Linked DNA regions of Sus scrofa: region 2 is linked to region 1. The links are chromatin contacts, called in public HiChIP or PLAC-seq maps. All regions are on one chromosome and are shown on one strand. Each heading gives the region's core, a stretch centred on a gene start, on an enhancer-like site or on the middle of the called end of the contact. The rest is flanking DNA. Distances are from core to core; before and after follow the strand shown. Region 1 has its middle 19 kb from the start of SMOX. Region 2 has its middle 43 kb from the start of SMOX.

The links. HiChIP or PLAC-seq counts read pairs in DNA pulled down with a chosen protein or histone mark.
Region 2: an H3K27ac HiChIP or PLAC-seq map of alveolar macrophages shows a contact between it and region 1. The contact joins two enhancer-like sites. A contact is called at or near these places in 2 of 5 promoter capture datasets (fetal skeletal muscle and liver), 21 of 47 Hi-C or Micro-C datasets (adipocytes, alveolar macrophages, brain and 15 more) and 1 of 2 datasets of contacts at active chromatin or transcription factors (alveolar macrophages).

What each region holds. Positions count from the first base shown.
Region 1 is chr17:31,546,704-31,550,513 of Sscrofa11.1, reverse strand. No RefSeq gene overlaps it. Among named protein-coding and RNA genes, the nearest start is that of SMOX, 19 kb to the left of the region's middle. Within about 2 kb of position 1,698, at least 2 of the 83 cell types and tissues checked have an H3K27ac peak or open chromatin away from gene starts, as enhancers often do. A contact at or near this core is called in alveolar macrophages, where this site is marked.
Region 2 is chr17:31,609,323-31,613,132 of Sscrofa11.1, reverse strand. No RefSeq gene overlaps it. Among named protein-coding and RNA genes, the nearest start is that of SMOX, 43 kb to the right of the region's middle. Within about 2 kb of position 1,877, at least 3 of the 83 cell types and tissues checked have an H3K27ac peak or open chromatin away from gene starts, as enhancers often do. A contact at or near this core is called in alveolar macrophages, where this site is marked.

The sequences.
Region 1 (3,810 bases), core at 449-2,948:
AGCACTCCTGGGTTACATCACCCTGATTTGCCCGGGCCTGTCCAGTTGAACCCAAGGGTGATCCCAAAGTGCAGAGTGAGGTGGGCTGCTGGTTCACTTCTAGAGAACTGCCTGTCTAATTACTGGTCTGCCCAACATAATGGTAGAGTTGCATGAAGCCATGTGTTCTCATAATGACCGGCTGGGGTGTTTGTCTAGGCTACTCTTAATTTGTGTAGGATAATCAAATCTCAACAAACAGGAGGAGTTGTGGCCCTGCTAAGGTGGCATCCAGGACATCTAAGCTCACGTTAGGTATTGCATAAAAGAAACGGAGGGTTGGTCACAGCCCTGCTTCGTTCACCTGGAGATGATGGATATGAAAGCTAGCTCTTGCCTCCCGTGACTGTAGCGGTGGTTGTTGAACACCAATTTTGCAGGAGTGTTCAATCCCTGGCTCTCTGTTAGGGGATCCAGTGTTGTCTCTGTAGTGGCTCAGATTTTCTTCCTGGCCTGGGGACTTCCATTTGCCAGGGGTGCAGCTGAAACAAATAAAAAAAACCCAAATGTCAGGCATATCTTATCTCAGGGAGCTCCATTCTTGAAAGCATTTTTGACCTGTTGGATTGGGTGTTCCTCCTCATTTCACTGCAGAACCTGTTACTTACTCCTTTTGTCTTGGACTTGTCAGCTCCCCTTCTCATGTAGGGAGCACATGGACTCACACAGCATCTGTCCACGCCCAGTTAAAGGCCATGATCAAGACCTGATGCCTCATAGCTCCTGCTTCCCACTTGTATGCTATTTCAGGGCCCTATCCAGCTACATGAGCCATTACTTTCCCCCTTGCTTAGTTTGGGTTAGTTTTTTTTCCTTTTTATGGCTGCACTTGCAGCATATGGAAGTTCCCAGGCTAGGGGTCAAACAAGCTGCAACCGCTGGCCTGTGTCACAGCCATAGCAACATGGGATCTGAGACTCATCTGTGACCTATGCTACAGTTGTGGCAACACGGGACCCACTGAGTGAGGCCAGGAATTGAACCTGAATCCTCATAAGAGACACACGCACACAGAATGTAGGTTATGGTGTCCAAAATAGTGCCTAGTGTCATAGGTTATCAATGAATCTTTGCGGAATGAATGAGCAAGTCAGTGAAGAAGCTGAGCTGCGTGGTTACCCCCCAGACCCCGCCCCACCCCATGCTGGCCAGCAATCCAGCTGGGCTTCCCTGCTCAGCTCTCCTTCAACTCTGACACTTCTGCTTCTCCACCAACTGTCAACAGGCCACATGGTCTCCTGCTTCACAGACAAAATAGAAGCCACCTGGAGGCAACTTCCTTGGCAAATCTACAAACTACCAGCCTGCATGCCCATCATTTTAGACCTTCCCCAGACTCAACACCACTTGTGCATCCCATGCCCCAAACTCCAGGACCCTGCTCGTCCTTTCCTACCCCCATTCTCTCTACTCCATCCTTCCCACCTGCCTTTCAGTGTCCTTATGTCTTAGCCATCACCAGCCCTCATCTAATTCCCATCTTTCCTTGCCTCTCACACTAGTATTGTCTACACTTGCTCTCTCTGCATCCTCACTATCCTCACCCTGGCAGTGGTTGGTGGGGTTCCTCCAGCTGCAGAGGCAGACACTGGAAGGACTAGGTTTGTGTTCCCTTTCCGTGGCTGGGAGAGGGGAGGATTCTAGGTCTGTGGAAAGACAACCTCATGGGCTAAACCACATCCTCTGGTGCCATCTGCTGGCCATGTGGGCATGCTTCCTTCTTGTGCAGAGACCATCTGTGTTCTGGATTCTCTGAATTTTCTGAATTAAAAAATTTCAATATATCATAAAAAGTACCTTTAATTAATGTTTAACATTTTAATAAAGTAATATTACAACTTATTCTAGAGTATTATTTATTTTTCATTCTTAATCTTTTGTAAAAAGAGGCCTTATTGGCCTTCAAGAGGAGACATTTTCTCTTCCATTCATTCATTTACTCATTCCTTCTTTTTTTTTTTTTTTTTTTTTTTTTTTGGTCTTTTTGCTATTTCTTCGGCCGCTCCCACGGCATATGGAGGTTCCCAGGCTAGGAGTCCAATCAGAGCTGTAGCCGCCGGCCTACGCCAGAGCCACAGCAACGCGGGATCCAAGCCACGTCTCCAACCTACACCACAGCTCACGGCAACACCGGATCGTTAACCCACTGAGCAAGGGCAGGGATCGAACCCGCAACCTCATGGTTCCTAGTCAGATTCGTTAACCACTGCGCCACGACGGGAACTCCTCATTCCTTCTTTTGTTCATCTTTATATGCCAGCTTCTGTGCTAGAAAGTTTTAATTATGCTTTAATAATTTTACTAAATAAATAAGAAATACAAACTTATTTTATCCCCCAAGTAAATCTTGACTGTATGATTTCTTTTTTTTTTTAAATTTTTTGATGTTTATTTTATGGCCCAGGATATGGTCTATCTTGGTATATGATCTATGGTGCTTGCAAAGGATGTGTATTTGGCTGTTGTTGGGTGGAGTGTTCTACAGGTGTTGATTAGATACTGTTGCTGGATGGTGGTGTTGATTTCCTCTATATCGTTGCTGATTTTCTGTCTAGTTCTATTAATTGTTGAGAGAAAAGCTGAAGTGTCCAGCTATAACTCTATCAGCTTTTTTTTTGTTGTTGTATCAATAGACTTCTTTTCTTTCTTTCTTTCCTTCCTTCCTTCCTTCCTTCCTTCCTTCCTTCCTTCCTTTCTTGTCTTTTTTGGGCGGCACCCACAGCATATGGAGGTTCCTAGGCTAGGGGTCAAATTGGAGCTGCAGCTGCTGACCTACACCACAACTCACGGCAATGTCGTATCCTTAACCCACTGAGTGAGGCCAGGGATCAAACCTGCGTCCTCCTGGATCCTAGTCAGATTCGTTTCCACTGAGCCACAATGGGAACTCTTGTATCAATAGACTTTTATAAGAACAGTTTAGACTTACAGAAAAAGCAAGTATATAGTCCCTGCCCCCTTTCCCTGTTATTAGCATCTTACATTAATATGGTACACTTGTTATAACCAATTAACCAATATTGGTATGTAATTACTAATCAAAATCCATAGTTTATTCATCTTTCCTTAGTTTTCACCTAATGTCTTTTTCTGTTTCAGAATTCCATCCACGATACCATGTTACATTTAGCCATCATGTTCCTCTTGGTTGGGATGTTTTCTCAGACTCTCCTTGTCTTTGATGATCTTAACAGTTTTGAGGAGAGTAGTCAGGTATATAGTAAGGTGTCACTCTATTGAAGTTTTTCTGATGTTTTTCTTATGACTAAACTGAGATTAGAGGTTTTTAGGAAGAAAACCACAGAATTGAAGTGCCGTTTTCATCTCATCATATGACCTTTGCTGAAATGGCCTTTGTCAGGTTTCTGCACTGTAAAGTTATTCACCTTCCCCCACCCCCCATCCCCGCTGTCTTCTTTGGAAGGAAGTCACTTTGCAGCCCACACGTAAGGAGTGGGGATTACGCTTTGCTCCTTTAGAGTTTCCACATAACTTATTTGCAATTCTTCTGCACAGGCAAATTGTCCTTTCTCTTCCCTCCCCCTCCTACATTTATTAATTTGTTCAATCAGGATAAATTATATCAGAATGGAGTTACGAATTTTTTTAGGGGGAGGGCCACATTTGTGGCATATGGAAGTTCCCAGGCTAGGGGTTGAATTGGAGCTGCAGCTGCGAGCCTATACCACAGCTATAGCAACATCAGATCCAAGCCACATCTGCTGCCTATACCACATCTCATGGCAATGCCAGATCCTTAACCCACTGAGC
Region 2 (3,810 bases), core at 628-3,127, 62 kb before region 1:
TGCAAATTCGTAAAGTGTTTCATTTTTTTTTTTTTTAAACAAGGACCTATTGTTTAGCAGAGGGAGGTCTGCTCTGCTCAATGTTCTGTAATAACTTACACAGGGATAAAAGAATGGATATATAAATATGTATAACTGATTCACTTTGCTATAAACCCGAAGCTAATATAACATTGTAAATCAACCCCAATAATTTTTTTCTTTGTCTTTTTTTTTTTTTTTTTTTTTTTTTGCCTTTTTCTAGGGCCACTCCTGCGGCATATGGAGGTTCCCAGGCTAGGGGTCTGGGTCTTCCCTATGCCAGAGCCACAGCAACCCGGGATCCGAGCCGCATTTGCGACCTACACCACAGCTCATGGCAACGCCAGATCCTTAACCCACTGAGCAAGGGCAGGGATTGAACCCACAACCTCATGGTTCCTAGTCAGGTTTGTTAACCACTGTGCCACGATGGGAATTCCCAATTTTTTTTTCTTTTTTTCTTATTAAGGCTGCACCTGTGGCTTATGGAAGTTCCCAGGCTAAGGGTTGAATCAGAGCTGCGGTTGCTGGCCTATGCCACAGCCACAGCAATGTGGTGCGGAAGTCTATGCTGCAGCTTGTGGCAATGCTGGATCCTTAACCCACTCAACAAGGCCAGGGATTGAACATGCATCCTCATGGATACTAGTCAGATTCTTAACCTGCTGAGCCACAATGGGAACTCTATAAATTAAAAAAAAAAAAGAAAGGAAAAAGAAATAGCATTTTATGGGTGGATGAGAGAAATGAGAATCCTTTCTCACATGTTTTATTTGAAGTGCCTGAGGCTCATCCAAGTGGAAACATGTGATAGTTGGGAGTATACATGAAAGTTCAGGGGACTCATCTAGACCGAAGATACAGACTGTGGGACTTCACTGCAGGCATGGAGATGACATCACACCTAGGACATGAGTGTGGCTTGAGTGGAGAAGTGAACTGAGCCTCAAATATGGAGGAACTGCCACATTTGGGATTTAATCAGAAGCAGGAGACTGAGGAGGTGTGGCCAGAGAAATGAGAGGAAAGTCAGAACCTGATGCCAAGGAAACCAAGAACACTACCAAGGAAGGAGGAAATGGTTAGTGAGTCAAATGGTTCCAAGAACATAAAAGTCAGATGAGGATGTACAAAGGTCCACTGAGGATAACATTGAAGGACAGTACCAATAAAGTGATAAGGGCAGAAGCAAGATTCCAGGGGCTTGGTGATGAGCAGAACCCAAGGCAGGGAGGTATTTATAAGGGGTATGCTCTGTAGCAACAGGAAGATTTTGGGAGTGGTGGATGGAGGAAGGGAAAGCTCTCTGAAATGGGGTCTCCCATTCTCCGTTGTTCCTCAGCATCCAGCTAATGAGGAGCGAACTGAGATGGGATACGGGAAAGGAGGAGGATGGTGGCAACTGCCGAATAAATACACCGTCTAGGGAAGGCGGCCAAGGCTGGGCCCAGAATATCTGGAACGGAACCCATCTTCCGTCTGCAGCAGGAAGTGGTGTTGGGAGCTGAGTTGACTGTGGAATTTCCGAGCTGGGAGGATGTTCCTGGTGAATGCTTTTTATTTATTTATTTATTCATTCATGAAAAAGAGTTGGACTTAAGTGACACCCACTCCAAACCCCACATTCCCTCCCACAGAGGAAGTGCTTTATTTAGCCTTATGTTCCAGTTGAAAAATATCCCTGAGGTTTGGAGGCTTCTACTGGTTGTTTGTCACCCTTAAATATGGCAGGATGTTAATGCATATGGCAAGATTGGACTCTTTGTGTACTGATTTCAGCTGAGGTCCTAAGAGAATAGGTGGCACCATCCCAACCTCTGTACCAAGAGGAAGTCCTGTTAGACCATCTATGCAGGATGTGGAAAGAATGTCTCTAAAACCAGTTTTAGGAACCTTAGATGACCCTCCCCTTCTCTGGGCAATGGAAGAGGTTGGTGAGGCAGAGAGGGTTGAAATGTGTGCTACGGTCCTATCTCCCTCGAAGCAGGGGATGCTGTCCTTTATCTAGAGTCAAATGAGAGTCTTTTGGCACCGTTCAGAAAGCTTGATGTGTGCCCCTGGAACTTGCAGGACACAGCAGACTGGTACCTGATTCACCAAAGAAAATTGATTTTTACAAGACTGCCTTGAACTGACCGTCTGAGATCTAAACGGAGATGTTTTGGGGAGTAAAGTTTAGCCCCTGAGGAGGTGGGTCAAAGGAACTGTCTTTTTGTACCAGATGTGGCCATACAAGAGAGGAAAAGAAGATTGTTTAGATCCTTCCCCAAAGGGTTACCTGGCATAAGGGGGTGATCCCAGAATAAGGAGCCTGAAGATAACCATCCCAGATACTGGGATATTTAAAGGAGGTGGCTAGGAAAAGGCATCCTAAGTAAGTGATTAAACTGGGACCCCCAAGGCTTTCTCAAGCACTTACAAGAAGGGTTCTTGGCTGCACAGTGTAAATCTGTCCAGCAGCAAAGATCAAAATATAGCTGTTGCCTTCATATCTGTGATATTGTGATTTATCATAGAAAATATATATTTGGTCTTTACCCTTGGTTTCTGGTATAAAGTTCGTAAATCTCTTGGGATTTCTCAAGTAATAAAAACAATAAAGGTGTCTTGATATTCATAACAAACCCCTTTCAACCTCACCTAAGTTTATGTTAATGAAATGACCTTTGGAAAGCCCATAAGGATGGAGGGGCTGGTTGCCAGGGAAACCACTTCTTGTCCCATCTCCCCCCTGACCTCCAGAAAGGGAAGAGGATCTGGAGATTGAGTTCAATCACTAATTGCCAATGATTTATTTAATCATGCCTTTAGAGATCCGGAGAGTGGTATGCCTGGAGAGGACATGGAAGCTCCTCATGCTTTCCCCATACCTTGCCCTATGCACCTGTTCTGATTGGCTGTTCCAGAGTTATATCTCTTTATAATAAACCAGTAATAGAGTAAATAAAAATGTCTCCATGCATGAACTTAATCAAACCCAAGAAAGCGGCCATGGGAACCTCTGATCTACAGCCAGTCAGAAGCACAGGTGACAACCTGGACTTGCAGCTATTGGTATCTGAAGTGGGAAGGGGACAGTCTTGTTAGGACTGAGCCCTTAACCTGTGAGATCTGATGTCACCTTCACATAGACAGTATCAGGATTGAGTTGAATTATAGGACATTCAGTGTCCATGAGAATTGAGGAATTGCAATTAGACCCCTAGCCTGGGAACCTCCATATGCCTCGGGTATGGCCCTAGAAAAGACAAACAAACAAACAGAAAAATCCAAGGCTATTATTTCGTATGTCCTTAGGGAGATGCCATTAAGCGAAATAATGGAGGCTATCTGAATATCAATGTCAATAAAAAAGTCAAGAGTTTTCAAAAGCATAAATAAAGAAGAAAAATAAAAAAAGACCTTCTTTGGGTAAGTTTACTTAAACATCAAAGTGTGGCTAAACACATCTGAAGCCTTCTAAAGGTTAGATGGTGCTGGACTGCCAAAGAAACTTTAAGCCTGACCTGCAGCCCATAAAGCAACCTCAGATCTTCTATACTAGTCTGAAGCCAATTGTGAAAGGTATGCAGAACCCAGGGAGGTCACATGCTTCAAAGCCAATTTTATTTTATTTTATTTGGCCGTACCAAAAGTACGCAGAAATTCTCAGGCCAGGGATCAAATCTGCACCACAGCAGTGACCTGAGCCACAGCAGTGACTGCCAGTTCCTTAACCCACTGAGCCACCAGGGAATTCCCAAAGCCCCTTTTTTTCTTTCTGTTTTTTTCTTTTTTATGGCTGCTCCT